3 separate regions of the Mus musculus genome follow, and regions 1 and 2 are each linked to region 3. Evidence: chromatin contacts called from public promoter capture Hi-C data. All regions are on one chromosome and are shown on one strand. Each heading gives the region's core, a stretch centred on a gene start, on an enhancer-like site or on the middle of the called end of the contact. The rest is flanking DNA. Distances are from core to core; before and after follow the strand shown.

The links. Promoter capture Hi-C pulls out the DNA fragments that hold promoters and counts their contacts. Capture Hi-C pulls out chosen DNA fragments and counts their contacts.
Region 1: a contact with region 3 is called in a promoter capture Hi-C map of adipose tissue, with 2.7 times the contacts expected there. The contact joins the promoter of Arhgap19 here to the promoter of Entpd7 in region 3. A contact is called at or near these places in 4 of 39 promoter capture datasets (hematopoietic stem and progenitor cells, liver, neutrophils and 1 more), 1 of 115 datasets of contacts at active chromatin or transcription factors (pancreatic cancer cells) and 2 of 9 other capture datasets (adipose tissue and liver).
Region 2: a promoter capture Hi-C map of liver shows a contact between it and region 3, with 6 times the contacts expected there. The contact joins the enhancer-like site here to the promoter of Entpd7 in region 3.

Annotation. Positions count from the first base shown.
Region 1 is chr19:41,800,065-41,803,520 of GRCm38.p6, reverse strand. It overlaps Arhgap19 (Rho GTPase activating protein 19), which reads left to right and starts at 1,437. Exons shown (of 12, transcript NM_027667.3): 1 at 1,437-1,549. The coding sequence starts at 1,494.
Region 2 is chr19:42,194,748-42,198,155 of GRCm38.p6, reverse strand. It overlaps Sfrp5 (secreted frizzled-related sequence protein 5), which reads left to right. Exons shown (of 3, transcript NM_018780.3): 3 at 1-185. Among named protein-coding and RNA genes, the nearest start is that of Sfrp5, 5.8 kb to the left of the region's middle. Within about 2 kb of position 1,480, at least 19 of the 459 cell types and tissues checked have an H3K27ac peak or open chromatin away from gene starts, as enhancers often do. A contact at or near this core is called in liver, where this site is marked.
Region 3 is chr19:43,688,267-43,691,675 of GRCm38.p6, reverse strand. It overlaps Entpd7 (ectonucleoside triphosphate diphosphohydrolase 7), which reads right to left and starts at 1,987. Exons shown (of 13, transcript NM_053103.5): 1 at 1,772-1,987; 2 at 1,395-1,497; 3 at 476-658. The coding sequence starts at 1,402.

The DNA.
Region 1 (3,456 bases), core at 188-2,687, 1.9 Mb after region 3:
CATACAACCAACCTCACACAGGAAACTTACTGCAAGGGGAAACCCGCGGAGGGTGGCGGCCTCTGCTGGGGTGAAAAGCGGCAGAAGCTCAGCGGGTTTTGTATAGGGTTTCTTGGTGGGGCGGGACAGGCGATGAAGACAGAGCTTTCCAGGGTGTCCAGGGAGGGAGTGGTGGGATTTTTGTGGCCTGATTTTGGGGCAATTCTAGGGGTTGGTGGGAATTTTGTGCTCAGGGATTGGTGGGATTCTGTTTCTTGGCCCTGATTTTGAGCTTGGGGTCAAGATAGGGTCAAGGTTGCCTGGTCTGGGGGTCAAGTCAGGGTCACAATGTTCTTTCCCTTCACTTTTTACTCTCTACCATCTATATTTTTTGCTTTTAGAAAAGATTTTATGTGTCTCTGTGCATCTGTGCGCATGTGCCCCGGAGGCCAGCTCTGGAGGCTATAGGAAGGCAATCAGTCCTTTGGAACTGGACTCACTGTCTGGCCCTTGTGAACCTTTCAATGCAGGGAATCAAACTCTAGTCTTCAGGAAAAGCAGCAAGTGTTCTTAGAACCACGGAACCATCTCTAGCTGCCCCTTATTGTTAATTGTGAATTTCATATATCAATACCATGTTTTTTTTTTTTTTTTTTTTTTTTCCACCTGCCTCTGCCTCCCAAGTGCTGGGATTAAAGGTATACGCCACCACTGCCTGGCTTAGTCACATTTTCTTGTTGGCCTGAAGTCACCCAAGGAGGCTTGTTTGGATGACCCAAAATTTGCCTCTCTATTCTAGCCAGTGCTTTTGGTGTCTTTATACTGACTTTCCCCCTCCCCCAAATATGTACCCTGAAGATCAGCCCCTGCATACATACACACACACATACATACATTCATACATAAATACATACATACATACACACATACATATATACACACACAAGAGTTTACTTAGGGTAGCTTACAGGAACGTATGCAATTTACCACTGATTATATACCATTGAAGAAAATGCCTTTTCTTCCCTTTTACTAAGCCTATGGATCTTGGGGGTGGGGTGAATGGGGGTTTAAGTGAGTGAGGGGTGATGAGCCCTTTTCCCTAGCAACCGTTAACTGCCTACCGAACTGGGGGATGGGCAGGGCCTCAAGAACCTTTTCTCTTCAAGTGACTTTAAAAACCGACAGTTTTGTAACTCAGAGATTTACCTAGCGGGGAGGGGAGCGCAGCCAGGAATTTGTGACTTGATCCGCGGAACTACATGGGTTAATCAAAACGAGAAACTACATCTCCCGGTAGGCCTCGGGCAGGTGTTTCTCCTGCCCTTTCGTTGGTTCTGTGCTACCAATGACAGTTAGATATTTGAATAGACCAATAGTAGCATGGAACGGTTCTTATTTAGGCGGGGCCATAGGTTCGTCCAATCGTACAGGACTTAGAAAACCATCCTAGCCAATCTAAGGGCTAAGGGGCGGTGCCTGAGGCGGGGCTGCAGACCAAGCTGCCGCGGAAGATGGCGGCTGAGGCGCCGAGTGGAGGGGAGGCGCCGGTCTGCGACTCTGGCCGGAGGTGAGCCAAGTTTTCCGTCCTGCTGCCTAGGAGACGGGACTGTGGGCTAGCGATGTCGCCGCCCTGCCCTTGAGTCACCGTGGTCCACAGGCCCGGGCTTTGTTCCTCTCTCCCGTGGTGTCTACGCCGACGCGCCTGCGGGGGCTGAGGCGGGTCTTTGCGGTCCGTGCTTCCCGCTGCGCTGCTCTCCGCGAGTCCCACGGCCGTGTGTGGAGCCCTCCCGACGCTCTGGCTGCAGACCCCCGGGCCACGGTCATGGTGTCTGCCCTGGCGCCGAGCGTTTTGAGTGGCAACTGAAGCCCAGAGCGGTTTAGAGAATCCCACAACGCCCCGGGAGCTTTAAATGTCCTTCGTGACAGCCTCTGCGCTTTACTCAGAGCCGCGACTTGAGTGATGGTTAAAAGGGATTTTTGTCCCCTAAGCTGGCTGACCTTTCTCGGCTTCAGCCTTCTTCTGTAAATAAACATAACGATACTTATTTCAGAACCTGGACGGGATGACACAACCTATTTAAAGCGCATAGCACCCATCCTGGCAAACACTTCAAAATACGATAGATTTTTATGTTTCCTTGAAATTGTGATCTCATTTCTTCTTTCTGGAACGAGTACTGTCCCTGTCATAAAGTCGAGCCTTTCTTAACCGATTACAAACAAATATTTGGAGTCTGACACACTCCAATAGAATGAGATTACTTACATTGTCAGAGAGTATGATCAATGCTATGCTTTGGTACGGAGTTAGTACAGAACAGAAGAACCAAGAATTTTGGGAAACCGAGTTTGTGAGCCTGATTTTTCCTGAGCCCTGATGGGCTTGTGTGGGTATTGTTACTGTTTTGTATGGAGGAGTTTTCCACTCTTTGACCTTTTATTTCTCCCGGGAACTGTGCCCGTGGGTTGATAAATGTCATTAGATTATCTCTCCTCCGACTCGAAAATCCTGAATTGTAATGAAAATGAGGACAAATGAAATACTGTTCTACAGCAAGAGGACTTAGAATTCTTCCTTGAGGCTGCTGTCAACTGAATGTAAAATTTGAAACTGTTAACTATCTGACCAACACAGTTTTCTCTGAATCTGAAACCCTCTATTGTCGTTACTGAGACAGGTTCTTGCTAAGTACCTCGGCTGGACTGGAACTCCCAGTCTCGTTTCAGCTACCCGTGTACTTGTCAATTGCATATTGCAGGGGATTAGTCTGGGGGTTCTTGTGAGGCTTATTTATTTATTTATTTATTTTTGAAACAGAGTCTCTCATGTAATCCAGGGAACCCCAATCTTGAGCTTCCGAACCTCCTTCCTCTGCCTCCCAAGTGCTGGAATTACAGGCATATGCCACCAAGCCCTGTCTTATGTGCTGCTAGGCAAGCCCCCTACTGACTGAGCTGCATCCCCAGCCCCATTTAATCAATGGGACTAACACTTTTTAAATCTGTCATTTATCGTGCTTGTGTATGCCTGTGCACACACACTTAGGTACCACAGTGCATGCACAGGAGAGCAGAAAGCAGCTCACGGTTCTCTTCTTCCACCGAGTGGATTTGAGGATCATGCTTGGGTTGTAGGCTTTGCAGGGAGTGCCGTTACTCACGGAGGCATCTCACTGCCAAGGTGTGTAGCCCAGCACTTACAGATATGCTGCATAACTCTGTCTTTGGCCTCTCATACACGTCCTGAGGAGACAGTCGCTCTCTGAGAACATCTTCTGTGGGCTCCATGTCTTGCAGCAGTGGGCACAGAAATGACTGTAGATTCAGTACTGGGCAGTAATGTAGATAATTGATATCTCTGGGTACTGAAAGGGTTTGCTCTAGGAAGAAAAGCCTAGGGAAAGGAGAGAGACAAGGCGGGATGACGGCTGTCTGTTAGACCCCGGAGATGCTGAGGACCGGTTGGCAGGATTC
Region 2 (3,408 bases), core at 231-2,730, 1.5 Mb after region 3:
TCTGCGTTCACTGCCACACAGCCTTGCTCCCTGGCTCTTGCTCTGCCTCCTCAATCCCTGTATCCCAACGACGATAAATTATTGCTACTGCTGTGGGGCCGCTGATTCTAGACAACAGGTTTGGTCCTTAATTTTTTTAAAAAGTTTTTAATTAAATAAAACAACAGTTGCTTTGGACCAATTAATTTCTTTATCCAGTAGTTCTCAAGAGGTGGAAGTGTAGGAAGATTCAGATGGCTTTGAGAAATGGACCCTGAGCTGACACTTGGTCCACTCATCTCCTTGGAAAGCCTAAGAAAAACTGTTCCCCGAGAATACAAGGTGTTACTCTCACCTCCAAGCCACTAAGTTAGGAATAGAGATGTCCCTGAGAAGACACAGACGTCCCATGTTTCCAACCCTTTCCCATAGTTAGAAGACTCCCAGTCATGCACTGTCCCCATCTGGGCATTTCCAGGTCAGAAGGGTCTAAGAAGGCCAGATCACCGGGGACAATGTCACCTCTCTCCTGGGATTTCCAGATACTCCTGGGCACTAATCCTGACATAAAGGTGACAGCTGCTTTATATGGATTTCACTCTAAGCATGTTCCTGGGCCGGCAGCAGCCATGTTACCCAGGAGCTAGTTAGAGACACATCTCAGAGGGCTAGGAGTGTCTGCCATTGGGAGACAAAGTGCTTGCCTGGGAATTCACACTCTACCTTGCTGTAATAGACTGCTTTGTTATTTTTAGAATATTACTGGGGATCTAACCTAAGAACCTGCATTTTTTTTAAATACATAACCTTAGCCCATCTACAGAGCTTTTAACAAATCCTGGGCCCCACTCCCGTGGAATGAAAACAGGGCCTCTGCCAAGCACCAGAACCCCAGTGTTTTGCCACCTAGTGGTATGCAGGGAGGCTCTGAGAGCAATCACTAGGACAAAGAGACCTGAAGCAGGGAGGGAGAAGGCTGGGGTGCACACAGCAGCTTTGAGGTGCAGGTGCAGGGCCAGGAGAAGGCTTGGAGGGAAGAGGCATGTGCAAAGAGTTCACTATGGAGACGAGGTAAGGTCCGTCCACAGATGTGGGAAGACCGGGTAGATGTCCACAGGGCAAACAGCAGGCACTCTGAGAGCTTTTTCCTGGCCAGCAGAGAAGTCAAGTCCTGCTACTCCTCCAAAATACAGGAGCCACCAGCTCTGGAAGGGTACTCCCTGGAAAAATGTCACCTGGGCAAAACAGAAGTGGTGGCATGGCCAAGAAGGGCACAGCAAGCAAAGACTAAAGTGGGCCAGTTAAACTGCCCTCCATGGAGGCCTCACGAGCAGGTGGCCTGGCCACTTAACCATAAATCACCTCTGGGCGGCCAGGTGGGCTCTGCCCAAGCAGCAGAGGCCCCTGTTCCTCATTCAGAGGAGGTGGTTGCCACCCAGCCTGCCCAAACCCTGCCCAACCCGCCTGGCTCCCTGAATCTGTGCCTTGTCTCCCAGCCTCCACTCTAACCAAATATTGACAGGCACTTCTCTGGTTCACCAGGCACAGATATTATTTTTCCACCAAGCACACAGGATCCGGCCACCTCTGGCTCAAGTCCAGTGCTCGCCTGGCAGGTGCTGGCGGCAGGGAGTGGAGGTGGGAGAGGGCTTCTGTAGCCTACCATTTGGGAGAGCCCAAGAGGGCACTTCTTACCACCCCAAAAGGGATCTGGCCCTATGCCCCACTTCTGTTCTCTGCCTGCCTAGAATCTCTTCTGGAATGGAGAGGAATTCTCCCAGGGAGCAGGGAGGCTCTGCAAGGCCCCGGGCCGGTCTTTCTTTAGCCAGTCCTGCTGGTCATACCGAGTTCCTTCCCAGTTGACAAAAGCCCACACCTGGACTCAAGAAACCAGTGAAGGCTGACCTCTGATCACAGGAGTGGAAATGCATTCCATGGTACATGGGGACCTCTCCACACGGAAGGTCTAGAGGTAGGGAGCTATGTGTTGGGGATGCGCCAGGCTCCAGATGTCTGCAGTTCTTGACTACAAGATAGTACCTCTTCCCAATTCCTGACAGCAAGGCCTACAGCTACAGCTCAGGAGTCCCCACCCCTCCTGAGCAGGTAAGCAGCAGGCCAGCAGGACAATCTGGTCGGCTTCCATTCCAGCTCCAGGCTAGGACTAAATCACATGACCACCCCCTCCCTTCGAGAGAGCGGAGGAAATCAAGTTTTCACCTGAACATAAAAAACATAAAAATTCTCATAGAAAACAGGAGTGACTTGGGAGCAAGGAACCTCACACTCGGGGTGGGGGTGAGAAGAGGCAATGTAGTTCTGGCCTCTGGTCCTATGAATTAGTAGCCAGGCAACACTGGGTACATGGCAGTGCTGCCGAGTGTGCGACAAGGACCTGGACATAATGCAGAGCTTAGGTGGCCAATGGTGGTTATTTGTATTGTCGCTAACACAACAATGCCCACACACAGTAGGTACCCAGCAAAATACCTGATTCTTCACTCAACTGAGATACATGACTGACAAGAGGGCAGGGAAAAGCCGGGACGTCTTACCTAAAGGCCAGAAGTATGGAGACTACATCTGGGGTTTTGCTTGCTTCAGAATTAGGCCCCTAGGTAGCATATAAACCCATGCCAGGGCAAATAGCAGACACTACTCAAAAGCACTTTGGAATTCTAATTTAAGCTTTACAGCTGCCATTTTGAGATAGGATCTCACAGTGTAGCCCTAAGTGGCTAACCACACTATGTAGACCAGAATGGCTAAAAACTCAGAGAGTCACCTGCTTCTACCCCTAAGTGCTATGATTAAAGGTGTGTGCCACCACACCGAGCCAGAGGTGGTGCATTTTAGTAACAGCTCAAAGACATTAAGGTTCTTGACCAAGCTGCACAACATAAATGGTGATGCTCCATTTGTCCCCAAACTCTTAACCACCACCCAGGACTTCTTAACCCCTCCCACTTACAACCTTCCACCCAAGAAACGCTTACTTGCTTCCAGGCATAGATACGTAAAATCCATATATTATATAAATCAAACATTTAGCCATAAATCTATTTCAAAATAACCCTTGGGCATACACACACCACGTAAGGATGAAAGCAAACCTGCACAGTAATGCACAGATGTGTTTGTATTTACACAGGGATTAAACCTTGGCTGAGTGGTTGATAGCATAGGATGCACAGCACTCAGTTCTTACAGATGATCAGTTTTGACTTTATAATCTCCAGTGCTGAGAATGCTGTTCTGTGGCATGCATTGGTGGTGCACACCTTTATGCCCAGCACTCGGGAGGCAGAGGCAGGTGGATCTTTTGAATTCCAGGCCAGCCTGGTCTACAGAGTGAGTGCCAGGACAGCTAGGGCTCCACAGAGAAACCCTGTCTCAAAAAACAAAAAAATTAAATTTAAATTAAAAAAT
Region 3 (3,409 bases), core at 738-3,237:
AAAACAGAAAGCTATCTTTCACGGCTGAAATACAGTGTCAGCATTCTTGAACTAAAACTGTAGACAGCCAAAATGGGACTTAGGACTTTCCTTACGTAAGGAATGGCATGCAATTTTACTAATAAAAATGTAGAGCTCAGGAGTCAAAGGCAGTGCGTGAAAGAGTTTATTTAAAAATAAAGAAAAGAAAACCAGCCAAGTCTGGTGCCACAGACTACAATCCCACCAGTCGAGAGGGTGAGCCGCACACTGACAGCATCCAAGTTCAAGATGAGCCTACAGAGTGAGTTCGAGGCCAGGGAAATTTAGTGAGAACCCTGTCTCCACCATTAAACATTTAAAGAGGGTGAGGACATAACTTAGTGACATGATGCTTACTGAGCACGTGCAAGACCCCGGGTCAGTCCCCTGAACTACAAACGTAAGGTTGTAACTTCAAAACCAATCTGAGCAAAGTGATCAAAAGCTGACTTACCTCTCATACTGCCTGTCCCGTGGTAACGAAGTGGCCCAGTGTCGTAAATCCATGATTAAAAGAAGTAAAAGGACACAGGGTATAAAGAAGAGTCCCAGGAATGCCACCCGCTGACGGAGAAACGGGCTCACTGTGGGCACAGTGAAGTACCAGGAGGCTGGGCAGAGGTAGGAAAAACTGATCCTGGAATGAGACAAACATTTGTTAAGTCCTAAAATCTCTCCATAAATTACCGCTTTAAAACTGTTTTTAAAACTAGATGAACACCCTGAAAGGCAAAAATCCCAGGTCAAGAGAAGTCTAAATGGTTTTTTTTTTTAAGTTGCAAATGAAAGGCAAGCACCTGTATTGTTCATAGTGTTTCTTTCCATCATGCAGTTTAGAAAGACATGATGTGCTTGAATAATCTACTGTTGGTGGAAAGATCAAAGGGAGGGGGGCACAGGGGCGGGGGGCACAGGGGTGGGGGGGTGGGGTCTTCCTAACACTGGCTAATCAGAGAGGCTGCAACATGACCGACCACTAGCCATGCTGTCAAGAAACCAGATAGTTACACAAGTTATTTAACTGATTTTTTTTAAAAATGCTTTAGCAAATTATAGACACAAGGAGACCTTTCTTAAAATTAGTTTTAACAGATACACAGTCAAAACTGAGTCTTTGGCCTTAACTCAACCACCTTTCAGAGACAACCACTGCTACTCTCAAGACCCCAGGTTATGGGCTGGAAATGATTCGACTGGCCTTTCCAAAGAATGCAGCTTTGACATTTTTGCATACACCTGACCAGGATGCAAAGTTTAGGCGCAGCCTCAGGGCAAACCTCACCTAGCCTCCCAGCGCCCCCGCCCCCCCCCCCGCGCCCCTGCTACCACCCTCCACTCAGCTCCTTGACAGATATAATGAGTGCAAACCTTACCTAGCCATGGGTTCCCTTCAGTGGTCTCGACGTCTGTCACCTCCGTTTCCTTTTGCTTTGAGAGGGTGGCCTCCTAGTCCCAGGCATCTCCTAAGCCTGCAGCCTAGAAAGGGTTGGCTGGCTTTCAGACAGTGCCCAAAGGACCTGATCCCCGCAGCGACTGCACGTTTCCTTCCCACTGTACTGACCCTCACTCCGTGTCGCTTCTCTCTCCTCCCACGGGCCCAGAGGATCCTACCGTGCATCCCGAACGCGGGGCTTTCCTGTGGACAGGCTCAGTGTTCACGGAGCACGCCACCCCAGGTGGTAGGGACAGGGGACCCCGCTTCCTCTCCTCGTCCCTATCCGTCCCGCAGCTCTCCCGCAATCCCACTCACGGGAATCCCGAGGCCCGCTCGTCCCTCTGCACAGCCCGGCCTGGTCCTGGTCCTCAGCGGTTCCCAGTGGCTCCCAACACAGCCGGAAGGAGGCCCGGCCTCCGGCGGCGCCACGTCCCCAAGGAAACCGCACCGAGCCAATGACTGCAGGGGACCCGGAGAGGCCCGCCCTGCGCGCAGCCGGAGCCACCGGCGAAGCCGCGGCGGTCACAAACTGAGCGTCTGTTCACAACGACACCAATCCCCAAAGGTGCCTGGCCACGAATGCCCGCCCCTGGACTCCCGGCCGTGACCAATGGAAAAGTCGTCGCACCCAGGCTCCGCCTGGAGGGCGGGCTGGGACCCGCAGCCCGCACGGGAGAGGCCACAGACTGCTGCTGCAAGGCCAGCTCCCTGCGGTGGCCTTCACCGCTGCAGCTTCCACCGTTCCTGTGGGTGGGTCTCCGAATGCTCATCACAGCTACGCACCCCTTGCTCATAGCCTTTCTTCCCTCATTGGCAGTTCCTCCATCCCGTCCCTTTTGCCCACAAACTGATATCCCAGGATCACTGTCATCTCTCATGATAGAAACACTGTGAGAAAAAATTAGAGCCGGTGACGTTTGCATCAAAGTACTCGTGTCCATTTCTTCAACGTTGGTTGTCTACTGGGTGCAGATCATGAACATTTGTATTGTTGTCCTCCTGGGCCCTATGGTAACACAAAAGAAACAGTCCCTTAACTCTTGCTTACACCAGCCCCGTGTCTCATTTTGCATGAAGAAGTCTCTTGAATGACAGAAAATCTAAAGTTTTTACAACCTGTCCCTTTCATTACTGTCCACGGTGCACCTACTGGGTCTCCTCACCTCTTGGTTAAGCTCCAGCATGTGTACCCTTGAGTGTTGGGACCTGATGGTTTTTGTACATTCTGCTCTTCTCACTTTATCAGCTCCTGATCATGTCTTACCTTTGGCTTAAGGGTGTCTTCCTCCAAAAATCTTACCCGACCCCACATCTTTTTATAGACACCTTCTGTTTCAGTTACTCCTCGATTTACAACCATGTGCCTGTCTGCCCCACTAACTCCCTATCCTTGAGAGCAGGAGTATCCGCTCTTACACATCCCCAAAGCTAAGTCACACCATCCCTTATAAAACGCCGCCAACACAGGACGTAAATGAATACCTGGACGGGGATGAAGACCAAGAGGAGATCAATAGGGACAATTTTATTCAAAGCTGGCTGTAACCAGTGACAGTCACTGTCACTGCATTTGGCAGAGAATCGAAGCTCTCAAAAGAGTAAAGCAGCTTTGGTAGTGAAAGGGACTGGGCTTGTCTATCTCTGACGAGGTATCATAGCAAAGACAGGCTGAAGGTTGAGTGACAGGTGCAGAGGAACACACTCCACTCAGCGCTCTGCAGCTGGGCCTGAGTTAGAAAAAGAGCAAACAAAAAAGAAGCTGGCTGGAGTCTTGGAATCCTACACTTGGAGGTAAAGGTGGGTGGATCTCTGTTAGTTCGAGGTCAGCCTATCGTCCATAGTGAGTTCCAGGACAGACAGGAATATGTACAGTTCAAGGAAAAAGGACAAGGTAAGATGGCAACCCAGCTATCAGAGTAGCAGAAGGGGAAGACAAAGTAGACAAAGGTCAGA